Linked DNA regions of Sus scrofa: region 1 is linked to region 2. A link is a contact called in public Hi-C data. All regions are on one chromosome and are shown on one strand. Each heading gives the region's core, a stretch centred on a gene start, on an enhancer-like site or on the middle of the called end of the contact. The rest is flanking DNA. Distances are from core to core; before and after follow the strand shown.

What was found. Hi-C and Micro-C count contacts between places; a contact is called where the count stands out from the background.
Region 1: a Hi-C map of alveolar macrophages shows a contact between it and region 2, with 2.2 times the contacts expected there. The contact joins the promoter of SNX8 here to the promoter of MAD1L1 in region 2. A contact is called at or near these places in 1 of 5 promoter capture datasets (liver), 12 of 47 Hi-C or Micro-C datasets (alveolar macrophages, blood, embryonic fibroblasts and 4 more) and 1 of 2 datasets of contacts at active chromatin or transcription factors (alveolar macrophages).

Annotation. Positions count from the first base shown.
Region 1 is chr3:1,615,718-1,620,644 of Sscrofa11.1, forward strand. SNX8 (sorting nexin-8) reads right to left here and starts at 3,274. Exons shown (of 11, transcript XM_021085985.1): 1 at 3,133-3,274. The coding sequence starts at 3,226.
Region 2 is chr3:1,557,187-1,561,818 of Sscrofa11.1, forward strand. It overlaps MAD1L1 (mitotic spindle assembly checkpoint protein MAD1), which reads right to left and starts at 2,160. Exons shown (of 18, transcript XM_021085975.1): 1 at 1,785-2,160. MRM2 (FtsJ RNA methyltransferase homolog 2 (E. coli)) reads right to left here. Exons shown (of 3, transcript NM_001184754.1): 3 at 2,977-4,201. The coding sequence ends at 3,762.

The DNA of each region.
Region 1 (4,927 bases), core at 2,024-4,523, 60 kb after region 2:
TAAGAACCCAATGCAGTGTCTGTGAGGATGTGAGTGCCCTTCCTGGCCTTGCTCAGTGGGTTAAGGATCCGGCGCGGCCGTGAGCTGTGGTGTAGGTTGCAGACATGGCTCAGATCCAGTGTGACTGCAGCCTAGGCCGGCAGCTACCGCTCGAATTTGACCCCTAGCCTGGGAATGTCCATATGCTGCGAGGGAGGCCTTAAAAAGACAAAAAGAAAAGGGCAAGGAGATGGACTGCCTGGTGGGCCCAATGTAATCCCAAGGGGCCTTAAAAGTAGAGCAAGAGGACAAGAGAAAGAGACTCAGCGAGTGGACAGCACAGGAAAGGCAAGGCCACAGGGGCAGGCGCAGGGGGGGATCAGGCGAGGAATGTGGGAGGCACCCTGGGCTGGATACGGCCAGCAAGCAGCTCCTCCCTCGGGGCCTCCGGAGGGAGCGCAGCCCTGCCCACACCTGGGTTTAGCCCAGGGAACCCTGCTTTGGACTACTGACCTCCAGAACTGTAAAATGGCCAACTTTTGCTGTTTAGGCCGCCAGGTTTGTGACTTTGTTACAGCAGCAGTAGAAACCAAAACATCACCCAGGGAAACCGCGACACGCGTGCCTCAGGTGTAGGATGCCTGAGCACACGCACGTACAAAACATAGAACCAGAGAGGATCCGCCCCAAACGGGTTAAGTGGGGGTGACGGCAAACGGGTGGAGACTTCAGAAGGTTCTGTATGTTCTGAAGAGAATGTGTTTGTCCATGTTCCCCATAACTGAGAGTTAAATTTTTAGGAAGGGAGTTATCACTCACAGCTTAAGCTTCAAGGAATTAAAATGTAACAAGACTGCAATGTTAAAATGTAACAAGGCTGCAAACCACAGTGCACACAATTCCCCCGCCCCCGACAATCCTAAAGGTATTACAAAGACATAGACCCCACAGTCCCCACAATTAATACTTTTTTTTCTTGTCTTCTTAGGGCTGCACCTGCGGCATATGGAGGTTCCCAGGCTAGGGGTTGAATCGGAGCTGTAGCCACCAGCGTACGCCAGAGCCACAGCAACGTGGGATCCAAGCCGCATCTGCAACCTACACCACAGCTCTCGGCCACGCCGGATCCTTAACCCACAGAGCGAGGCCAGGGATTGAACCCAAAACCTCATGTTCCTAGTCAGATTTGTTTCTGCTGCACCACGATGGAAACTCCAACAATTAATACTAATGGTAGTATTTGGACAACAGCAGAGAAAAGGAAATTCGTTGTATACCCATAAGCCACAACTTCTCAACAGCCAGAATCAACCTTTGCTAAACCATGAGATACACATAACATCTTTGTATAAAATTCACTCTCAAAGGCTTAGATTTTTTTTTTTCCTTTTTTTGGCCGCACCTGCGGCATGTGGACATTGCCAGGCCAGGAATCAAATCTGCGTCACAGAGGCAACCTGAGCTGCTGCAGTGACAATGTTGGATCCTTAACCTGCTGCACCACAGGGAACTCCTGAAAGGCTTAGATTTTCTGACTCCAGCCCATCCAACCACCATCCCCAATAAGACATCATACCCCCTAAGCATTGCCCACTTTGGGTTTTTTTGTTTGTTTGGTCTTTTTAGGGCTGCACCTGTGGCATATGTAAGATCCCAGGCTAGGGGTCCAATCGGAGCTGCAGCTGCTGGCCTACACCACAGCTCACGGCAACACCAGATCCTTAACCACTGAGCAAGGCCAGGGAGGGAACCCACATCTTCATGGATTCTAGTCGGGTTCATGACCACTGAGCCACAACAGGAACTCCACATTGCCCACTCTGGGCAAGTCACTTGCCTCTGGGTTTAGTTTTCCCAATGTAAAAAGCGAAAAAAGAAAATCTGAGTTTTGGTCTACCATTTCACCTGCCTCACAGGATGACCATAAGGATATGAACAGAACAAAACGAGAGGCTACGTACATCTCGAAGGTCCATGAACCACACTTTGAGACGCAGTCAGCTATAGGAAAGCACTCAGTAAACTGAGAAGCGCTACCCTGATGGTAGCAGAACACCGAATACCACCACCACAGCCCCAGGGAAGGCCAGCAGGCAGAAATCATTCAGTGCCAGCCAGCCCCGTTCCTGCAAAGAGACCTGAGCCGCCACCACATCCAGCAACTCTAAATTGTTTTACAGTCCTCAGAGGAAAAAGCATTCCTACCCACACACTGCCCCGCAGGTCCAAGTGTGACCCCGCCAAGGAGTCCAGTCAGGGGCCCTGGTATGGGTGGGTGAACGCTGGGCCAACCTGTGCCCTCAGGAACACAATGTTCTAACCAGGAGCAACAGCCATCACATGCTTCCCTTACGCAGCTTCCAGTCAAAGGAAATACAACTACAGACCAATGGCGGAGGGGGGGGCTGTTTACATGCAGACTCACCCAGGGTCTTTCCCGTCAATTAGGCCAACGCAATGCACTGCCCACCCCCTCGCCCCTACCCGCAGCGGCTTCACTCCACTCCTGCCTCCTCTTCTCCCTAATGAATCAACTCTCAGAGCCCTCCAGAACGCATCGGAAGCACAGCCACCGCAAGGACACCTTTCCAGACTCTCCAGGCAGAGTCGCCGACCTTGTGCCCACCACCACCACCAAGCAGCAGCAGTAACTCAGACCAACACCCACCTACATCTACTCTCCAGTTAGAGAGGTGAGGGGGGACCATTTACACAGGAAGATCCTAGAAAAGCCAAGCCTCACGCATGCTTCTTCGTGTTCACGCTGATCCATCAGAAAAAGCACTTAGGGAGAAATACAGCGGGCTGACGGGTGAAAACGCCCAAGTCCCGGGCGACCAGAGTACTTGCCAAGGCCGGACAGGTCCAGGGACGGCGCCCCACGCGGTGGGCAGGCCGGCACGCAGGAAGCGCGCGGAGGCCTGGCCTCGGGGCCCCCAGGGACCGGGGCAGCCCCGGGGAGACGCGGGCAGAAGCGCGCGGCGAGGTGCAAACGCGCGCGCTGGGCCGCGGAGCCACGCGCCCTCCTGGGCGTGGACGCGGGAGTGGGAGGGGGACCCGGCGGGGCGCGCGGCGTCGGGGGGCAGAAAGAAAACCGAAGGCCGAGGGGTCTCGGGCCCAAGCCGCGCCCGGCCTGCTGGGCGCCCGCCGTACCTGCTACCGGCGGGTCCGCCTCTTCGTCCGCCTCCGCCTCAGGTGCTGCAGCGACTGGCGCCGCGGGCAGCGGGTCCATCGCGCCGCCAGTCATGTGAGCGCGCGCCACGTGACTTCCTCCACGCCTGCCCGGCCGCTGCCCGGCCTCGCCACGCCCACTCCGGGCCGCCACGCCCATCCCCGCCCTGGCCCCGCCCCGTCTCGCCCCGCCCCAGCCACGCTGCAGAGGGGAGGGCAGGTGGCGCGGTCCAGGCCCGCGCTCGCAGCCCCGCGTCCGCCGCGGCTCCCCGCGCGTTCTCTGCCGGCGCCCTCGCCCACTCATCAGCCCCCACCTGCCCTCTCTCAGGCACCCATCCACTCGTTCATTCACCCGCTCCCCGCTCATCCGCTTACTCACGTCCTCGTTCGTCTGCCCACTCAGGAGCCTGCTCATTCATTTGCTCACTTACCCACCCTGTCATTCAGTCGTTGGCTCATTTACCCCTCCACCCACTCGCTCGCTTACTCAAGTCTCCCGACTGCCGCCTGGAGGCCAGGCAGCCCCTGTGCTGGGTGCTGAGGATACAAAGCTGCATTAGGTACTTCCCCATCTGGAGGACAGACGGGCCACCAGAGTGGAGCAAATGTCCCGACTGCCAAAACCAAAACAAGGCTGCAGGAGCGCCGCACCAAAGGGTTCCCGCGGCACTGCCGGGGTAAAGGCTCTCAGGATGACTAGAGCCCGACCCGAGGCTGGAGGAATGAGGAATTCAGCAGGAGGAGGGAGTGGGTCCCCGCATCCACGAAGGCCCTGAGACATCACACGGCGGCACACGCTGTGGTGTTCCTGGAGCTGAAAGCGTGGGGGCAGAAGAGGAAGCTGGAGCGGTGGGTAGGGCCCCATCAGGGAGCGTCTTGTTTACCAAGTAAGGACCCTGGATGGATCCCCTAATACTGGGATGCCTCTCAGTGCTCAGGGGGGGAGCCGGGAACAGTAACCAAGAGCCCAGAGCCCCTGGGAGGGTCCTAGGAAGGACCCCAGTCTCCCCAGGGGGTTCGTTCTCCTTGCTATAGCTACTGGACATCTTTGGGAGTTGGTACCAACAACAAGCTGGCTCCCAGCATAACTGAGGAAGTGCCATCCCCTTCCGCAGATGGGCACATAGCTGCTTTCCGAAGCCACAGAGGGACACGGCTGAGCCTGACACCTCCCCCATCCCATGCTTTTCCTTCCGCCAGATCGGCTTCCTTTAAGCTGTTTTTGCATCAAATGATGTCCTCAGCAATTTCTCCCCTCCAAGGCCTGGTCTCTCCCCGCTTCTCCCTCCCCCTCTTCTCCCTCCTAATTTCCAGGTATTCTTTGCTACGTATCTCTGACCCCCCCCCCAGATTATAAGATCTTTGTTAAATATCTAAACACTCACTGCGCCTTGAAAACTGAAGCATTAAACAAGCATAAAATTAGACATTACTGGAGAAAAACGGCATATTAAATGTATCATTTTACTTTACCCCCCTGACATGTGGTCACACCACCTTCATTCAGTGATCCTGGATCTGGGCTGCACTAGTCACCAGGAGGGCATTCAAACAAGCTCTGCCTGAAACCCACCCTCAGAAGTTCTGGTTTAAATGGTCTAGGGAATGACCTGGACTTGAATTTGGTTTTCATTTGTTTGTTTGTTTTTTAAAAAAGCTCCCTAGGAGTTCCCATCGTGACTCAGCGGTAACGAACCTGACTAGTATTCATTCGTGAGGATGCAGGTTTGATTCCTGGCCCCGTTCAGTGGGTTAAGAATCCAGCGTTGCCTTGACC
Region 2 (4,632 bases), core at 910-3,409:
AGCAACAGTGTAGGTCACAGCTGCAGCTTGGATCCTGCGTTGCTGTGGCTGTGCTGTGGGCCGGAGCTGCAGCTCCGACGAGACCCCTCACCTGGGAACCTCCATATGCTGCGGGAGCGGCCCTGCAAAGACAAAAAATAAAAAGCACACGACAGTGGCAATCAGGAGGGCACCCCCGCAATGCTAATTACAGGTTAGCAATGACATTAATGGGTGTCTCGACCACCTTCAGCCACCCGACTAATGCCCACGAGGATGCAGGTTCAAGCCCCAGCCTTGATCAGGGCGGGGTTAAGGATCCAGAGTTGCCGTGTGCTGTGGTGTAGGTTAAAGAAGGGGCTCGGATCTGGCGTTGCTGTGGCTGTGGCGTAGGCTGGCAGCTGCGGCTCTGATTCGGCCTCCAGCCCGGGAACATCCATATGCCTCTGCCACAGGGGTGGCCCTAAAAAGAACAAATAAATGGTTACAGAACTGAGATTGGACCCTGGTCTGTCTGGCTCTAAGGCTGAGTGTACTCCCCAGGCCAGTGTATGAAGGTCTGAGGACAAGCAGCAGCAAAGAACCTGCGCCCCCAAATCTGTGCTTATTATGGCCTCACACCACGCTGTCTACCAGCCGGAAGGTGTGGCAGTGTCCCAGGCACAGCGAAGCACCAAGAGGTGTGAATTCCTACAGGTGCATCGTCTTCAGGAAAAGAGCCAGCTCTCACTGATTTCCCTTAAGTATGAGACGGAACGCACCTTCCCCCAGCTGGAGCCCCCTTCCCCCCGAAAAAGAAGACCTGGTTTGCTCCTGAATTTCCCGTTTAAGGAGAACCCTGGCCTTGTGCACCCAGAGCCTGTCTTCCGGAGGCCGTGGTTTCCACGCCCGGCACAACTCGGCTGTCCTCACCACTCTCCTTCAAACCACAAGTGGAAGATGGGTGGGACGAGAAACCAGCGAGGGGCGCTCACGGAGCTGCGCGCCTGGCGAGCGATGCAGGCCCGCGCAGCGAGGCACGGGGCTCTGCTCTGGAAGGCCAGTCCTCCATCTGCCAAGATTAGACCACTCTTCCCCTCCCGTGATGGTAAATCTGGCCAACACGCCCCCTTCTCACACCCGATGCCCGCAATACCCCAGCAGGAAGAGAACGTACCCGCTTTCACCTGCCCCGAACTCCGCTGCCCCACGAGGCGGCAGCTCAAATTCCACCCTCTTTATCCAAGCGACCCAAACCTTCCAGCGCCCTCACCACGGACTCGGAGCTCAGAGTCCCGGGCACCCTGCCTCTCTCCCGCCCTGCTGGCCCAAGGACAGACATTACAGGGCTCCCCACCGCCCAGCGGCCCTTCACACCGCCGCGGGCGCTCTCGCCGGCCGGCCGGCCAGTTCTCCACCTGCTGCCGGGCGCCTTCGCCAAACTTCCACCACCGACGAAACGCACGCGAGCGCGCCTCCCACGGGCCGCCGGCAGTGGGACCCTGGGCAGGGCGCTTGCCCCTTCCCACCGTTTCCCTGGCTGTCAAAGGCAGTAGCGGCAAGTCCCACGCCGCCCGGCGAGGACGCGCGGGAAGCGGGGAGAGCGCCGCCGGCCCCCGAGCCTCGGCGGGTGAGGGACCCGCTGCCGCGAGGCCGCCCCCTCGGCGCTCGAGACCCCGACCATTCCCAGCGGCCCTTCTCGGAGGAGGCGCGCTGGGGACGCCCGCCCGCCCAGCCTCGGAAGGACCCCAGCCTCGCCCCCGCCCGCCCCGCGCCGGCTCAGCCTGGCGCAGCGCGGCGCCCGCCGGGGCACCCCGGCCGCTCACCTCACCGCCTCAGCCCACCGGGCGCCGCCGCTGCTGCTGCTGCCGCCGCCGCTCAGATCTCCCTCTTCTACGCCCGCGCCCACGTATCGCGAGACGTGCGGCTGCGCTCTCGCGAGACCTGGGCGGGACCAGCCGTGAGCTCCGGATCTGCGCGCCTGCAGGTCACGGGGACTCCGCGTCCGTCCCCGGAGCTACCTACTCCCGGCAGAGGCCGCAAAGAGGGGACTCGGAACCAAAGCCGGCCCGCCCGCGGGACTCTCGTGGTGCCCCCACCTCCAGCGTGTCGGCTTCCACTTGGCGGCTGCCTTGCGCCGTATTGTGTGGAATAGCACCGTCCAACGGTGGCCTCTTAGAGCCAAACTTCCCTGCACTCCCTTTCCCCGGTTTTACCACTACGGTATTTGCTTGAGTTAATGCGTTTTAACTTTTCACAAGGCCCTCTGAAAAAAGGCCAAATGCTATTCTACTAAGCTGTCCTCACAAAAGGCTGCGCTTCTAAGCTGGAGCCGTCGGGGCGCGGGGACCTCGTCTGGGTCTCAGTTCTCCAGGGAGCAGTGGTCAGCCTGTCCCTCCTCGAATTACGGCCACCTGGGTCCAGCAGCGTGCCTCCCGCGCCAGCTAGGCGCCCGAGGGCCTGCACCGAATTCCCTTCTTCCAGAGAATAAAAGACACGTTAGTGTGGCCAGAACGAACTGGATGGGAAAGCGGAGAATGTGATAGTGAAGGCAGGACGGAGGGCTCTCCGGTCTTAACTGGCCGACTGCAAACGAAAACAAAACGAAAAATTTGAGTCTGGCCAGCAGCATCCTTCAGGGATCTGGACTCAGCCCTAGGACCCTGATGGAGATTCCTGGCTACCTCTCCCCTCCCCAAGCAGTCTTGGGATTTAATCATCGCTACAGTCAATAAACTCTTTTGGGGGGGGGCTTTTTTAGGGCCCCACCAGCAGCATATGGAAGTCCCCAGGCTACGAGTCGAATAGGAGCTACAGCAGCTGGCCTAGGCCACAGCCACGCCATTGCGGGATCTGAGCCGCATCTGTGACCTACACCACAGCTCAGGGCAACGCCGGATCCCCCACCCAGATTCGAACTCGAATCCTCAAGGGTACTAGTCGGATTCCTTTCCGCTGTACCACAGGACTCCCATCAATATACTCTTTTTAAAAAACTTTAATAAATAAATAAATAACTTTTATCACTCAATGAATTTTATTATAGTTGTACGATTATCACAACCCAATTTTATAGCATTTCCAGGAACTGGTTTTGAGGAAACCAATCAATTTAAAAAAAAACAAAAAACAAAAACTTAAAAACACAGACATTCATTCCTCTTACGGCCTATACGACCTTACAGAGTCGCATCACAACCCTGGACAGGGGCACGGAGGTAAGGGAACACACCATGTCGCTGCTTGCTTTGGCAACGACCTTTAAGTCTTTGGAGCCTGGAATATTACAGCAACATTTTCCAGTGAAAAAGCAAAGCACAGCCACCCCATGCATAATTCACACCAAATGTCTTCTCTGATTGTCCTGGGAACTCGTCACTGCTTCAAGAATGGATGTATTTCCAGATCATTCACCCGAGAGATGGGAAAAAATCCCCAGACTGAAGTTTCACATTTGTCCACATTACGCTGGGTAGCCAAAATACCACCTGGAAACTGCGGGCTGTTCTTGGAGGGAGGATGGAAGCCTGTTTCTCCGTAACACGCTCAGTCACAGCAGGAGAGGAGAACGTTATGTAAAGGTGTCTGTGTGTGTTTCTCTGCCTCCCACTGTTTCTGTCCTCCCCCCAGTAGGCCTTTTCATCTTTTTATCTTTGCCCCTCCCTTAGGAAAAAAGGTCCCCCATGTGTCCTTCCTGCTGCAGCCCAGATCAACCTCGGGTCTCCCCAGCCCCACGCCAGGGAAGAGCTCAGGCTGCATCTGCAGTGAGGAGGAACCAGGGACAGGAGAAGACACCCGGTCCTTCACAGAGCTCCCCTCCTCCCTCCCTGGTACCGTGTGGCCAAGAGGTACAGCTCTGATGACTCCTTCCTGCTGGCTGCGGGTTTTACAGTCCTGGTGTTCTGGAATGCCTCTGTCAGTCTCTTCTGCAACCGATGGCTCTGACTGCCAGCCCAGATTTTACAAAGGAACGCCCCCCCGGGGTGGAGGACGTCTGGGGCCATGTCCAGCAGGGACAGGCACAGGCTGATGAGCCTATCATGGTCCAGGCCCCGGATCCCAGTGGCATTGGGTGCCATGTCACTCAGAATCACATCCGCTTTCCCACCGGGGAGCAGGTCCCGGATTCTCTGGAAGGTTCTTGGGTCGGTCACATCGGCAGGGCACAGAAAAGTGGCTCCTTCCAGGGGGAGGATGTGAAGAAGATCGACCCCGAGCACAAAGCCAACAGGAGCCGTGGCGTCTGAGGAAGAAACGGTGAGTGCACTGACTTACGCCGCCATCTCCCCGCAACAAAACAGCAGAACAGAGACGAAGGCAGGACCGAGGAAGAGCCAAACACGCAGCCCGGGGCCTCTCCCGCTCTCCACACGTCCTGCGACCACCCGTGGGGGCGGGGTCCTTCCCGCTACCTCTGAGGGGGCCGAAGCCCAGAGAGGAAGAGCCACCTCCCAGGCCTGACTCCACCTCCGACTGCATTTCACGCCCTGAGGATTCTTCTCTCTGGGTGGTCCTTTGGATTAACTAAAACCTAATGACACGCTTGAATAGAAGATGCCCCTGGACCGTATCAACAAATCCATCCTGCAGCTTCTCCAACTTCCTTCAATGTAGGAACTATTCAAAACAAGCCAAGAGATGTGGACATGGACAGACGCAAAATAAGGTAAGAAA